Regions from separate parts of the Mus musculus genome. Here regions 1, 2 and 4 are each linked to region 3. Evidence: chromatin contacts called from public Hi-C and promoter capture Hi-C data. All regions are on one chromosome and are shown on one strand. The core of a region is the stretch at or near the end of the contact, and the rest is flanking DNA. Distances in the headings are between cores, read along the strand shown. Region 1 has its middle 39 kb from the start of Gm32219. Region 2 overlaps Cdkl1 (cyclin-dependent kinase-like 1 (CDC2-related kinase)). Region 3 holds the start of F730035M05Rik (RIKEN cDNA F730035M05 gene). Region 4 overlaps Atl1 (atlastin GTPase 1).

Region 1 (2,837 bases), core at 165-2,664, 270 kb after region 3:
AATAGCCTTTCGGTTTTTAATCCCTCCTTTCTCTGTGCTCCCATTCTTGACTAGCAATTAGGATAAAGAGGTCTATGTATTCTTTTCTCCCCATCGTATTAACAACAACAACAAAAATGTTTAGGTGCAGAGCCCCAAATAAAACCATGGACTATTTTGAGTAGCTGAAGAGCCCACTCTATAAGCAACTTCTTGATTAAAGAGTCCGCGTGTTAAAATCCAAAAGATTCTAGAGTGTGCGCTGTTTCTTGCCGGTTTCCTGCCTTGTGGGTGGTTTTCTTTATAACTGTTCCAAATAAACACCAGTAACTTTCTCTGGAATAAAAACTCAAGGAATAACAATGATCTAGTTCTAAGTACCTGTCTCTCCTCTCCTCTCCTCTGATCAAGCCTAAAGTCACAGTGGCTGTTCCCCGATTTTAAACGTCCTGTGACACCCAAGAGTTTGCCTTGAGGTAGATCTGGAGTTTGGTTGAGATTTGTTTCTTCTCATTTGTCCTCGTAAGAGTTGACCCACGGAGACTTTGGCCTCTGGTGCACTGTCCACAGTCCAGGAGAGAATGTCTTATTCTATCTGCCCTACACTAAGCCACCATCTGTATACTGCTGGCTCCCAAATGTCCATCTGCTGTCTTTCTCACTAGATTTTTTCTTTAAATTTAGTTTTCTTTTTATTGATTAATTTTCTTATTTGACAATTACATAGTTTGTATGTATTTTATTTTTTGCTATTGTTTGTTTTTAAAATAGTGTCTCACTCTATATAGCTTTGACTGACCTGGAACTCACTTTGCTAATCAGGCTGATCTTGAACTCACAGAAATCCAACTATCTCTGCCTCCCATGTGCTTGGATTAAAGGCGTATACCACGCACCACACGTGGCTTTTGCTGGAGTTTTAAGTTTTCTAAAAACTTGGCCACCCTGGAGGGTGAGCTAGAGATGTCTGAGAGAATGACAGTACAACCGTGTCCCTCTACCTTCATCTTTTCTCTCAGGATATAAAAACACGGGGTTGAGAGTCAGAGTACCCCCGTGGGCCTGCTGACACAAGGGTCTAGAGGCACTGGGGCCTATAAAGCCAGTGAGGGCTGAAAGGAGGGAGGGAGGCAGTCGGAGAGCCACCGGGGACCCATGCATCTGAAAGGGAGGGAGAGACAATAATGTCTACCAGCTGCAGTCTCAGCTGCCTCCCCTAACGATACCACTGAGGACCAGGAGCAAAGTGGTCAGAGACCCCGTGTGGTTTTGAGGGCTCTTTCCTCCTAAATCCTCATCGCTAGGGACAGAGCTGGTAATAAAACTGTAGATTACGCAAATTTCCCCCAAGGGGCAGATTTGAACTCTGTTAGCAAGAAGGCTCTCCCCCGACCTATCTGTCTCCCTGGACTGTGGAGGGGCTAGTGAGCAAGAGCAGATCTAGGCAAGTTTGGAGCTCTGGGGTGAATTTGTTACACCCTGATACTTGTCTACCCTTACACTTCATAGGGCACACACTCCATTCAGGAGACACAGAACCTTTAAAAGTGTGAGACTCGGATGGGATCTCCTACCCCAACCCTACGGCCTTCCCGCTGGGCACTGAATGAAATACCAGCATTTCTCCGTGTCCAAGGACCTGCGTCTGCTCTTGCCTTCCCGTTGCCTCTAGCGCACCCCTTTCTATCTGGTAGATCATGCTGTGCCACGACCTCAATAGTCCTCCCTGCCTGCCAAGCCCCCCCTCAGCCTTCCATGGCTCCAGATTAGTAGCTTCATAAGTATCCCCCACCCCTTCCCCGCCCCTGCTCTGAACTTTGTTCTACTCTGCGACACTGCTGCTTTAGACCCCTTCCCCCCCCCCCCCCCCCACACACACACACAGACTGAGATGTCTGTATGCTGTTTCCTTCTCCCGCATTTCTGCTCCGGTGCTCTGAGACGCTTTAAGCTGCATGGAATTAGCTTAGTGAGGCTTAGTTAGCATCCAGGTCTCTGGAGGCACAAGCTAAAGCAGGGGTTCTCAACTTGGGGGTCACCATCCCTTTGGCAAACCTCTATCTCCAAAAATATTTACATTGCAATTCATATCAGTAGCAAAATCACAACTATGAAGTAGCAGTGGAAATAATTTTATGGTTGGAGTGGGGAGGGCAGTCACCACAACATGAGGAATTGTATTAAAGGGTCGTAGCATTAGGAAGGTTGAGAACCATTGGGCTAAGGGTCAGGTCAGGAGTCTACACCTCATAAAATTTCTGTGGGTACACCCAGGGTGAAGCCAGCCTGAGATCTGCTGGACCAGCAGGCAGAGGACAGACTGTTTAGCTCCATAAACTGAGGGAATTAATTGTGTTGTTTTAGATTTCTCAAACAATTAGCACAGAGCTAATGATTCAAACACATTTTAATGTCTGAATCTATAGCTATTGGCTCTCCTGCCTTTGGAAGCATTTCTCAGGAGCAGTTGGAGTCTTCAAATTTTCCATTTGAATGCTATTATGAGCTTCAGTTTATAAAGGAATCAAAACTGAACAGGCTTGCAAGCATCTCTCAGTGCAGCGGCACAGCGGCCTCCCTCCTCATCTAAGCCGTATAACTCCACAGTCTACTGCAGAAAGCTATCCCTGCTTTAATGAGATCCCCACTGGATCCCAGAGACATTTGCTTGGTTTCCTCTCCTTTCTCTCAGTACTCCTGGGCCTTATTTCTGTGAAGAGCCATGTCATCAACAAGATTAGCATTTCTGGATAAGCCATGTCTGTCCTCAGGAACCTTCTTCTGCTCATTTAGTCTCTCATTGCTGCTTGTAAAATGGCAGGCAAGCATCTGCGAGCCAGGCAGAGAGAGGCACTTTC
Region 2 (3,227 bases), core at 608-3,107, 480 kb before region 3:
GATGCCTGTATGTAGGTATATTTGTGCACCATATGTGTGCAGTGCCCACAGATGCCAGTAAAGGACATCAGAACCTCTGGAGCTACAGTTACAGTTATGAGCTACCGTGTGGGTGCTAGGAGTTGAACCCCAGTCTTCTGGAATAGCTGTCAGAGCTCTTAACCCCTGAGCCATCATCTCTCAATACTGGGAGTTGGTTATTTAAAGCATCCTATAGCTATGAATATTGTTTTGAAGGAAAGGATTGTTTTGTAAAATACCCCCCTTAAAATTTCCATTGTATAAACTTAGAATTCCAACAGAATGTTAATTTTTAAAAAAGATTTATTTATTTATTTATTTTATGTATATGAGTTCACTGTAGCTGTCTTCAGACACACCAGAAGAGGGCATCGGATTCCTTTACAGATGGTTGTGAGCCACCATGTGGTTGCTGGGAATTGAACTCAGGACTTCTGGAAGAGCAGTCATTTCTCTTAACCACTGAGTCATCTCTCCAATGGAATGTTATTTTTTATTTAAAGTGAAAAGCATATATTTTTACTATAATAGAGTGAGACCCATTTTTTAATTAAAGGTATATAACTTTTCAAAAGAAGGATTTTAAAGAAACATTTCATCAGTTGACAATTCTGACAACTGTGTGCTTCTTGGTCCTTTGAAAGCCCCAGGATTTTACCTTTAAGAAGCCCAGTGCAGAGTAGGAGATGTTTGGAAATTTCAACTCAAGTGTTTCCTGTCAAAACGAAAAGGGACTTTTAGTTGACAGCACTCATTCTAATTAAGTTTCCTCACACTACATTTCTTTTGAGTAGACATCCTTCCTGACATCTCCTTGCCTTCTCTGCCCTTTTCCACCATGCCCCCCACCAGCAATAACCCCCTTGTGACTGTCATAAACTTCTCCCTTCACCTCTAAAATGCCTTTCCAATTTGATTTCCTGGTCACTCACTTCCCTTCCTGAGGAAGACAGCATTATAAATACATAAGGAAACACTGATGGAGACGAACAAAACAAAAGCAGCATTATCAATAGACACGTGCTGAGGTGAGAGAGGGGGGGTGGAGGTAGGGGGGTGTTTATGCCCACCCGCGAGTGCATGGACGTGCATGAGATTGTGGTTTTGTTGTGCTGGTTTTTTCCCCTTAGTTTGTATAAAATGCCTTTCCTGACAATAACTTTTGGCACTTACCAGCATTATCAAAGTAGGCACTAATTATTGCACCTATTGACATTTGCATAAAGGGAGTGTCAAAATACATTTTATCCCTACCCAGATAAACACGCTCTTGTTGGATTTCTGAAAGAAACACTGTTGTGGCCTCCCACACGTTCCTGCTATTTTTCTGATCAGCCCACGGTTTAAAGAGCCTTCCCAGAAGGCTCTTATCAATCTGCCTAGGAGGAAATAAGGCTGGCGTGCTCCCATCACTTGGTTGGGAGTGATCCTGGAAATGGGGGCAAAGCTGCGATTGGCCAAGGTAAGGAGCCGTCACACTGAGAAAGCCGACTGAAGATGAGTGCTGACCAGAGTCAATGACCACAGTGCGTTGTGAGTGCACTGTGAATATGCAAGGTGTGAGCTGAGGGCCGGAGCAATTGACCAGGCTCATCTAAGGGCAGGGTCTGGGGTTGTACTCCGGAGCTTCAGAGCCAAGTTCTTTTAGACAGGGAGCCAACCTCAACATAAATTCCCAATTGCACACATGCTAATGAACAAGAATCCTAATGTAACTTTGCATTAGCTTTTGCCCTCACGACTTAAAAAGCTCTTCCTATTTATCTAATGCAAGTACTGCATGGTTCTCAGGAAGAATGCCTGCGGCTTGGCTGTAAGACACAGGAGCCTTCCTGCCTGCTGAACCAGTTCCCCAGCCCCAGCAGGCGTCAGGCCTTGCTAGGTGGGAGAGGGCACAGATCACAGCCGTGTGCGGCTGCTTCCTGTGTTTCTGTCCACAGGAAATTCCTTGTAGGACAACCTCTGGGAGACAGGAGATGCTCTTCACGTTTACAGAGTTTACAGAGCCGAGGCCGCTGCTCAGGCCGCGGCCAGGAAATTGCTAAGGGATATTTGGTGCACAGCTGGGGATGTCCAGGTCACAAGGGAGCAGTGGGTCACTTCCCATAAGCCAGGTGCTGTTCCTGCCTCTCCATCCCAGCGTGACCCACTTTCCCTGAAGCTGGTAGTGCATGTGGGAATCGGGAGCTTTGTTGGTGGGACAAAGGCAGAAATGCAACCCAGAGGCCAGAGGAGGAACTTCCATCTGGAAACTGAAGTGCCTGTTCCCATCTGAAAGCACTTTCTCAGACGGTAGCAACTTGACCTCACCAAGCTTAATTATGCCTTGAAATTCTATTATTACTCTATTCTTTGCAGTGCTAGAAACCCACCAGGGCCTGCTGGGTAAGTACTCTACCACTGAGCTACACTACCTCCCCACTAAGTTATGAAATACTTTTTTACTGCATTATAGACCCATTAGAAGATATTTCAAAAATGTAAGAGCAAAATAAGAAATGAAAGTAGAATCTCCGAATCTCGCTACGAAGAGACAAGCACTGTACACTGGACATAGCAATGCACACCCGTGACCCCAGTACTTGAGAGGCAAGAGAATCCGGAGTTTAAGGGCAGTCTAGATTACCTCAAAAAATAAACAGAAAACAAAAAGAGAAAGATAGCCGGGCGTGGTGGTGCACGCCTTTAATCCCAGCACTTAGGAGGCAGAGGCAGGAGAATTTCTGAGTTCGAGGCCAGCCTGGTCTACAGAGTGAGTTCCAGGACAGCCAGGGCTACACAGAGAAACCCTGTCTTGAAAAACCAAAAAAAAAAAAAAAAAAAAAAAAAAAAAAAAAAAAAAAGAAAGAAAGATAATCTCTATTTATCAAATGTTAAAAGGTTTGCATAAGATGTGGCATATGCCTGTAATCTCAGCCCTCAGGATCATGAGGTTGGAGAATCAAAAGTTCAAAGCCAGGGCTGGAGAGGTGGCTGATCCAGTAAGTTCCTGCTGCTTTTCCAGAGGAACAGCACATAATTCTCAGCTCCTGCTTGCTGGCTTAAGACTAGCTACTAGTAACTCCAGGGGATCCAGCTACCTCTTCTACCCTCCACAGATACCCGGCATACAAGTGGGGCACAGACATATATGCAGACAAAACCACTTATATCCATACTCAAATAAAATATTTAAAAGTTCAAAGCCAGCCTGGGCTATAAGCTGA
Region 3 (2,799 bases), core at 17-2,516:
GCTCCTCCCCAACCTTTCACATTAGCTCTGGTTCTCTTCCAAGACTGGTCATGATGGGGTGGTGTTCCTCCACATGTCCACCACCCCAGAGACTCCGCATTCTGGCCCTTGGTAGAAATAGGAGCTGGTTGCCTAAATGTGGTGTCCCCCACATCTCTGGGGCCTCCACAAGGCTTCTGGAAGGGAGAAGGGTGTTTTTACAGGGATAGCTTCAGGTGAGTCTCTTGGCAAGGCCCATCAGGCAGTCAGCACAAAGTTCAGGAACTGCAGTCTCCACTCGGTCTGGGCCCTGGGCCGGGACCTCCCCCATCTTTGTTGCACAGCTAAGCTAGGCAGCCCTGAGGCCTGGGCAGGGTCACTATTAGAGGAACTCTAAACTTCCCTCTCCTTTCCTTAAACACTAAGCTTGACCCTCTAAGGCTAGGCTTTTGTATGTTTTTGTTTTCTGTGCCCCTTCCCGGCCCCCTGGACCTGAGCGGATTGTCAGGGCCCCCGGAACCTGGACGGATCACATAGGAGGCGCAGGATCCCCCTTGGTTAAGTGCTGAGCAAACTCCATAGTTTGCTTAGTTCGCCAGAGAGGGAAGCGTGGGCTCTTGCCACCAGCTGGTCTCCGGATCTCACACCACAGTGGAGCCCTGAGGATGGCACACCGCTGTGGGGGAGGTGGAAGGGATGGCCGAGCCTATGTCCTGCTGCTGGCCTAGACTTCGAGACCAGGACAGGGAGTGGAGGGGAGGGGGGACAAACGCCCTTCGCCTGGTACCTTGGGACACTTGTCGTAGTAGTGCTGCTGTGTACGGATCCAGCGCCCCACCAGGTGGTCGCGCACTGTGTGCGCAAGGGCGAAGTAGTAGTCGCGGGGGGTGGCCACATTGCGGTCCTTGACCAGAGTGAAGTGCAGGTGACGGTTGAAACCCTTTTTCAGCTCGGCCACATTCTCTACGCCCACGATGCCTCGGATGCTGATCTGCCGTCGCTTCTCCTGGTCGGTCAGGGGCTTTGCCATGGTTGCGGGCGGAGGGAGCACAGAACGGTCTCCGGGCTGCAGGACTGGCCTCCTCCCTTCCTTACTTGCTGCTTTTGAGACGCTGGGGAGTTGGGGATCCGCCCCTCTCCGGGTTCCCGCCCACCCGTGGCTCCCAGAGTGACGCCCCCCCAGGGGGGCGTGGGAGCCCCAGGGCGGTGCTGCGGCTGCGGGCACCGCCCCTCGGCCGCTCCCAGAACGTCCAGGTCACGTAGTGCGCAAAGGCTCTGACCGCGTCTCTCGGTGTGGAAGGAGGCCTCGGCTGGCTCGCTTGTTGAGTTCCCAGTAAAGCCATTGCCTCTTCTCAGTGGGTTCCACGGTTGCTTCCCAGGGTGACATTGTAGGGTCAGTGTGATTTAACCCTGATTGCCCCGGTCTTGCTTCCCAGTTTTTAGGCATAGTACTATCCTGGGTTCTAAGGGGGCCTTGGTTGGTTGGTTTATTTATTTTTTTTCTGAGGACGCAGGACTGGGGTTTCTTGACTCCTAGGCCCAGGCTGGACTAACCCACAGTAGTTGGCCACAGTTGGTGTAAAAGTCAAGGGGTCTGTTGAGAAAGCTTTAGTCTCAGTGGGGGACAAGACTTCGTTCGATTTGAGACCCCTTGTTTGCACTGCTCTTTGACCAAATGAGGCATAAGGATAAGAGGGCGTGGGGGAAGGGGAGGGAGGGAGAAGGAGAGAGCACTCCAGGAACCAGTTGTCCCGTGTTCAGGAGACATACTGGTGTGTGATCTTTATACCAGATCCGAATGTGATGGTGTTTAAACTTTGGAAAGGTAAACATGAGGCATTTTAAGATGTCAATTTTTTTTTTCTCAAAATGTATGTACTGTACGCGTGTGTCCTCAAATGTGCACACAGACACGTAGTGGTCCAGGGTTGGTTCTCTCCTCTCGTGATGGTTGCTGGGATCGATCCAGAGCGGTCAAGCTTGGCAGCAGATGCCTTTACCTGCTGAGCCATCTAGAGGGTCCGTGTCAGCCTACCTGCCTGCCTTCTTTCCTTCCTGTCTATCACTCCTTTCCTTCTTTCTTTTCTTTCTTTTTTTCTTTCTAAACAAAGCTAACTATTAGAGGCCAGAGAAGGAGTTTGGTTACTTAATTCATATAAACCAGCTATTACCCTAAAAGTGAAAGTTTTACTGTCACAGATCTAACTGCGGTTTCAGATCCTGGTCCTTCCAGCTTCCAGGGTTTTGGCTCCAGCCTTTGGGGCAGATGAAAACTAAGTGGCTTCATGCAATGGCTTTGAGGACAGCATGGTCCTATGAGACAGGGTAAGGGTTGGATTTGATTGAGCCAGAGATACCCAGAGCTGAGAGTGAGTGCAGAGTTTGGTCAGAATGCTTGACTTAAAGCTAAGAGGCTGTGAGCATCCACTTCTGTATTTGCCAGGTATTGGCATAGCCTCACAAGAGATAGCGATATCAGGGTCCTGTCAGCAAAATCTCATCTATTGGGTGGAACACAGGACCCCTAAAGAAGGAGCTAGAGAAAGTACCCAAGGAGCTAAAGGGGTCTGCAACCCTATAGGAGGATCAACAATATGAACTAACCAGTACCCCCCAGAGCTGTGTCTCTAGTTGCATATGTAGCAGAGGATAGCCTAGTCAGCCATCAATGAGAGGAGAGGCCCTTGGTCTTGCGAAGATCATATGCCCCAGTACAGAAGAATGCCAGGGCCAGGAAGTGGGAGTGGGTGGGTTGGGGAGCAGGGCAGGTTGGGGGGAGAGTATAGGGGACTTTCGGGATAGCATTTGAAATGTAAATGA
Region 4 (3,067 bases), core at 113-2,612, 310 kb before region 3:
AGTGATGGCATGGACCGTGGTCATGAGCCCTTCCATGATGCCAAAGTTGTCATGGATGACTTTGGCCAGGGGGGCTAAGCAGTTGGTGGTGCAGGATGCATTGCTGACAATCTTGAGTGAGTTGTCATATTTCTCGTGGTTCACACCCATCACAAACATGGGGGCATCGGCAGAAGGGGCGGAGATGATGACCCTTTTGGCTCCACCCTTCAAGTGGGCCCCGGCCTTCTCCATGGTGGTGAAGACACCAGTAGACTCCACGACATAGTCAGCACCGGCATCACCCCATTTGATGTTAGCGAGGGGGGGGGGTGTGTCTCGCTCCTGGAAGATGGTGATGGGCTTCCCGTTGATGACAAGCTTCCCATTCTCGGCCTGGACTGTTCTGTTGAATTTGCCATGGGTGGAGTCAGACTGGAACAAGTAGACCATGTAGTTGAGGTCAATGAAGGGGTCGTTGATGGCAACAATCTCCACGGAGATTTTGCCACTGCAGACGGCAGCCCTGGTGACCAGGCGCCCAATACGGCCAAATCCGTTCACACCGACCTTCACCATTTTGTCTACGGGACGAGGCTGGCACCGCACAAGAAGATGCAGCTGTCTCTGGAACAGGGAGGAGCAGAGAGCCTCTTCCTTCCTTCCTTCCTTCCTTCCTTCCTTCCTTCCTTCCTTCCTTCCTTCCTTTCTTTCTTTTTTTCCTTCTTCTCTGTTTCTTTTTTTATATGTGCACAGTATTATCGTTTTTATTTTTCAGCTTATATAATTTCTGTATTTTTTCATTTCCTCTCTCTAAGCTGTTGCCGCCTCGACACCACAGGGTACACTGTGGTCAAATGAGAAGTCAACCATTGATCACTTAGCAAACTTTTTCTGAGGGAATAAAGCTTGATTCACTGGGGCCAGCACTCCCTGTGACCAATGAGAAACTCTGAACTCTTTAAATCTTGGGAGACATTCACACACACACATTCACACACACACACATTCACACACACACACATTCACACACACACACATTCACACACACACATTCACACACACACACATTCACACACACACATTCACACACACACATTCACACACACACACATTCACACACACACACATTCACACACACATATACACATATTTGGTGGATGAAGCAAACTCCAACAAGTTGACTCCAACAACTTTTTTTCTCTTAAGCACCTAAGACAGAGTATTCTATGTGAAAAAAAAGATTACCTCATAACTACAAGTTACACATTCTCTAAAAACAGTCAACACAAAACATATTCTTAAAAAGACAGACTAAAGTCATTACATGAAGGGTTATTGATTACACAAGGGTTATTGATTACACAAGGGTTATTGATTGTGAGCTTCTTTGAAACTTGTCTCTCACTAAACATTTCCCGGCCAGTGTTCTCTCCACAAGGTCAACACAATCCCAAAGCAAGAATTCTCTTGTCATTGATTAACAGAATTTAAGCAAGCCAGTCTACAGTATGTATTTACCAAGAAACAGATCACCATCTATCATATGTCTTATTTTTGAAGTCTTGTTCAGTTAAACTGGCAACATTTGCTCTCTGTTCTTATACTCATTATAGATTATTTACTCTTTATTCCTAGCTCTGCCTTTCCATGGTGTACACAGAAACCTGTGGTCACATCCCTAGAGAACAAGATCCAGGAACTCAGACCCGACCTAGAATGAAATGTTTTCTTTGCTCTCTAACTTGTCCCAAGTCTTTTTCTCTTCCAAGTTCAAGTGTGTGCTTGCCATGCCTGAACGTTCTCTGTGCTCGCTTCTACCTCTGCAGGCTGTGCTTACTCCTACAAGGAGTTCCTGCTGTGTTCTGTGTTTCAGGCACAGCAACTTAAACCATCTCCTTGGACTTTCTATCCACTACTCTAACTTCCTAAACCATTTAAATCAAATCAGGAATCCTGTAAAGTCCTTAATTCATCTAAACAGTATTATCTCAGGAAAGTTTATTTTTATGTTGATCTACAGGGAAATTTGCTCAATAATAATTTCACTCAGGAAGTAACCACACTAGGTTATCTAGGCATTGAAGGTTTCCCCATGTCTAGTCACACCAGGCCAGACACACAGCAATGACAAACATGAGAAGGCACATCAGTAGCAGAAGCAATTCTGGAACAAAGCCCCTTAGGCTGTGCCTCTCCAGAGTACACCCATCAAAGCTGTGAAAAACAGTGAGCCTTATCCAGGAAGCTCACACGGCAGCAGCACTAAGCCCTCCCTCCCTTATACCTAACACACAATCTCTTTCAAGTTCATGGCCTCTTTTCTCGTTAATTGTTATATTCATATACGTATATACATATATTCTTAAGTGTATCATGTTCAATTGGTATAATGTTGTCTGTATCAGGACTGACCATTTGATACTGGATAACTACTGGTGTGCTCTTCCATAGGGAACACTGGTCCTCCTAGTGTCAGCATTTCTTAGTTGCTTGGAGTTCATTGTGTAAGACTGAGACCTCATGAACTTTTTCTGTCCACTTTGGAATGTCTATTTGGGCAGTGATGTTGGTGAGACTTTATGGTTGTGGCTTTTGATGTTACAAGGAGATATTACATGGAGTTTGCTGTGAGATATTACATAATATCTAGGGATCTAGGGATGTGACCACAGGTTTCTGTGTGTACCATGAAAAGGCAGGGTTATGAATAAAGAGTAAATAATCTATAATGAGATATTACATAGTATCTCACAGCAAAATCCATGGTCCTCTGGTTCATACAGTCTTTCTTCCTTCCTTTCCGTTATGTTCCCTGAGCTGTGGGTGTGGGTGTGGGTGTGGGTGTGGGTGGGAGTGTTTGGTAGATGTGGCCGTTGGGAATGGACTCCATAACACTATAGTTTGATTGGGTGTGGTTTTCTGTTGTGGTCTTCACAAGAGAATTTTCCTTGATAAGGGAGAAGTGAAGACTACGTCTGTCTGGGTATAAGGACAAATGCTTACATTTTTGTTAGAGATTATGCTGGCACACATAACTTGTGCTAACCAAGTCTCTAATTGGACCTAAGACCCTCTCAACAAGAGG

The links. Promoter capture Hi-C pulls out the DNA fragments that hold promoters and counts their contacts. Hi-C and Micro-C count contacts between places; a contact is called where the count stands out from the background.
Region 1: a Hi-C map of uterus shows a contact between it and region 3, with 3 times the contacts expected there. The contact joins the enhancer-like site here to the promoter of F730035M05Rik in region 3. A contact is called at or near these places in 4 of 484 Hi-C or Micro-C datasets (adipose-derived mesenchymal stem cells, embryonic fibroblasts, muscle stem cells and 1 more).
Region 2: a promoter capture Hi-C map of trophoblast stem cells shows a contact between it and region 3, with 6 times the contacts expected there. The contact joins the enhancer-like site here to the promoter of F730035M05Rik in region 3. A contact is called at or near these places in 14 of 39 promoter capture datasets (the 3T3-L1 cell line, 3T3-L1-derived adipocytes, the C10 cell line and 9 more), 14 of 484 Hi-C or Micro-C datasets (B cells, the G1E-ER4 cell line, the N1E-115 cell line and 6 more) and 3 of 9 other capture datasets (adipose tissue, embryonic stem cells and embryonic tail).
Region 4: a contact with region 3 is called in a Hi-C map of liver, with 3 times the contacts expected there. The contact joins the enhancer-like site here to the promoter of F730035M05Rik in region 3. A contact is called at or near these places in 18 of 39 promoter capture datasets (the 3T3-L1 cell line, 3T3-L1-derived adipocytes, the C10 cell line and 12 more), 16 of 484 Hi-C or Micro-C datasets (the C2C12 cell line, the G1E-ER4 cell line, the HL-1 cell line and 11 more) and 1 of 115 datasets of contacts at active chromatin or transcription factors (embryonic hindbrain).

The regions. Positions count from the first base shown.
Region 1 is chr12:70,495,732-70,498,568 of GRCm38.p6, forward strand. No RefSeq gene overlaps it. Among named protein-coding and RNA genes, the nearest start is that of Gm32219, 39 kb to the right of the region's middle. Within about 2 kb of position 1,415, at least 15 of the 459 cell types and tissues checked have an H3K27ac peak or open chromatin away from gene starts, as enhancers often do. A contact at or near this core is called in uterus, where this site is marked.
Region 2 is chr12:69,750,039-69,753,265 of GRCm38.p6, forward strand. Cdkl1 (cyclin-dependent kinase-like 1 (CDC2-related kinase)) reads right to left here. Exons shown (of 10, transcript NM_183294.2): 8 at 680-736. Among named protein-coding and RNA genes, the nearest start is that of Mir681, 12 kb to the right of the region's middle. Within about 2 kb of position 1,858, at least 34 of the 459 cell types and tissues checked have an H3K27ac peak or open chromatin away from gene starts, as enhancers often do. A contact at or near this core is called in the N1E-115 cell line, liver and trophoblast stem cells, where this site is marked.
Region 3 is chr12:70,226,575-70,229,373 of GRCm38.p6, forward strand. F730035M05Rik (RIKEN cDNA F730035M05 gene) reads left to right here and starts at 1,267. Exons shown (of 5, transcript NR_045174.1): 1 at 1,267-1,804. Pygl (liver glycogen phosphorylase) reads right to left here and starts at 1,109. Exons shown (of 20, transcript NM_133198.2): 1 at 767-1,109. The coding sequence starts at 1,009. Gm38467 (a long non-coding RNA gene) reads right to left here. Exons shown (of 3, transcript XR_381644.4): 3 at 2,778-2,799.
Region 4 is chr12:69,920,934-69,924,000 of GRCm38.p6, forward strand. All of the region lies in intron 2 of Atl1 (atlastin GTPase 1), which reads left to right. It also overlaps the pseudogene Gm6316. Among named protein-coding and RNA genes, the nearest start is that of Map4k5, 29 kb to the left of the region's middle. Within about 2 kb of position 1,363, at least 4 of the 459 cell types and tissues checked have an H3K27ac peak or open chromatin away from gene starts, as enhancers often do. A contact at or near this core is called in liver, where this site is marked.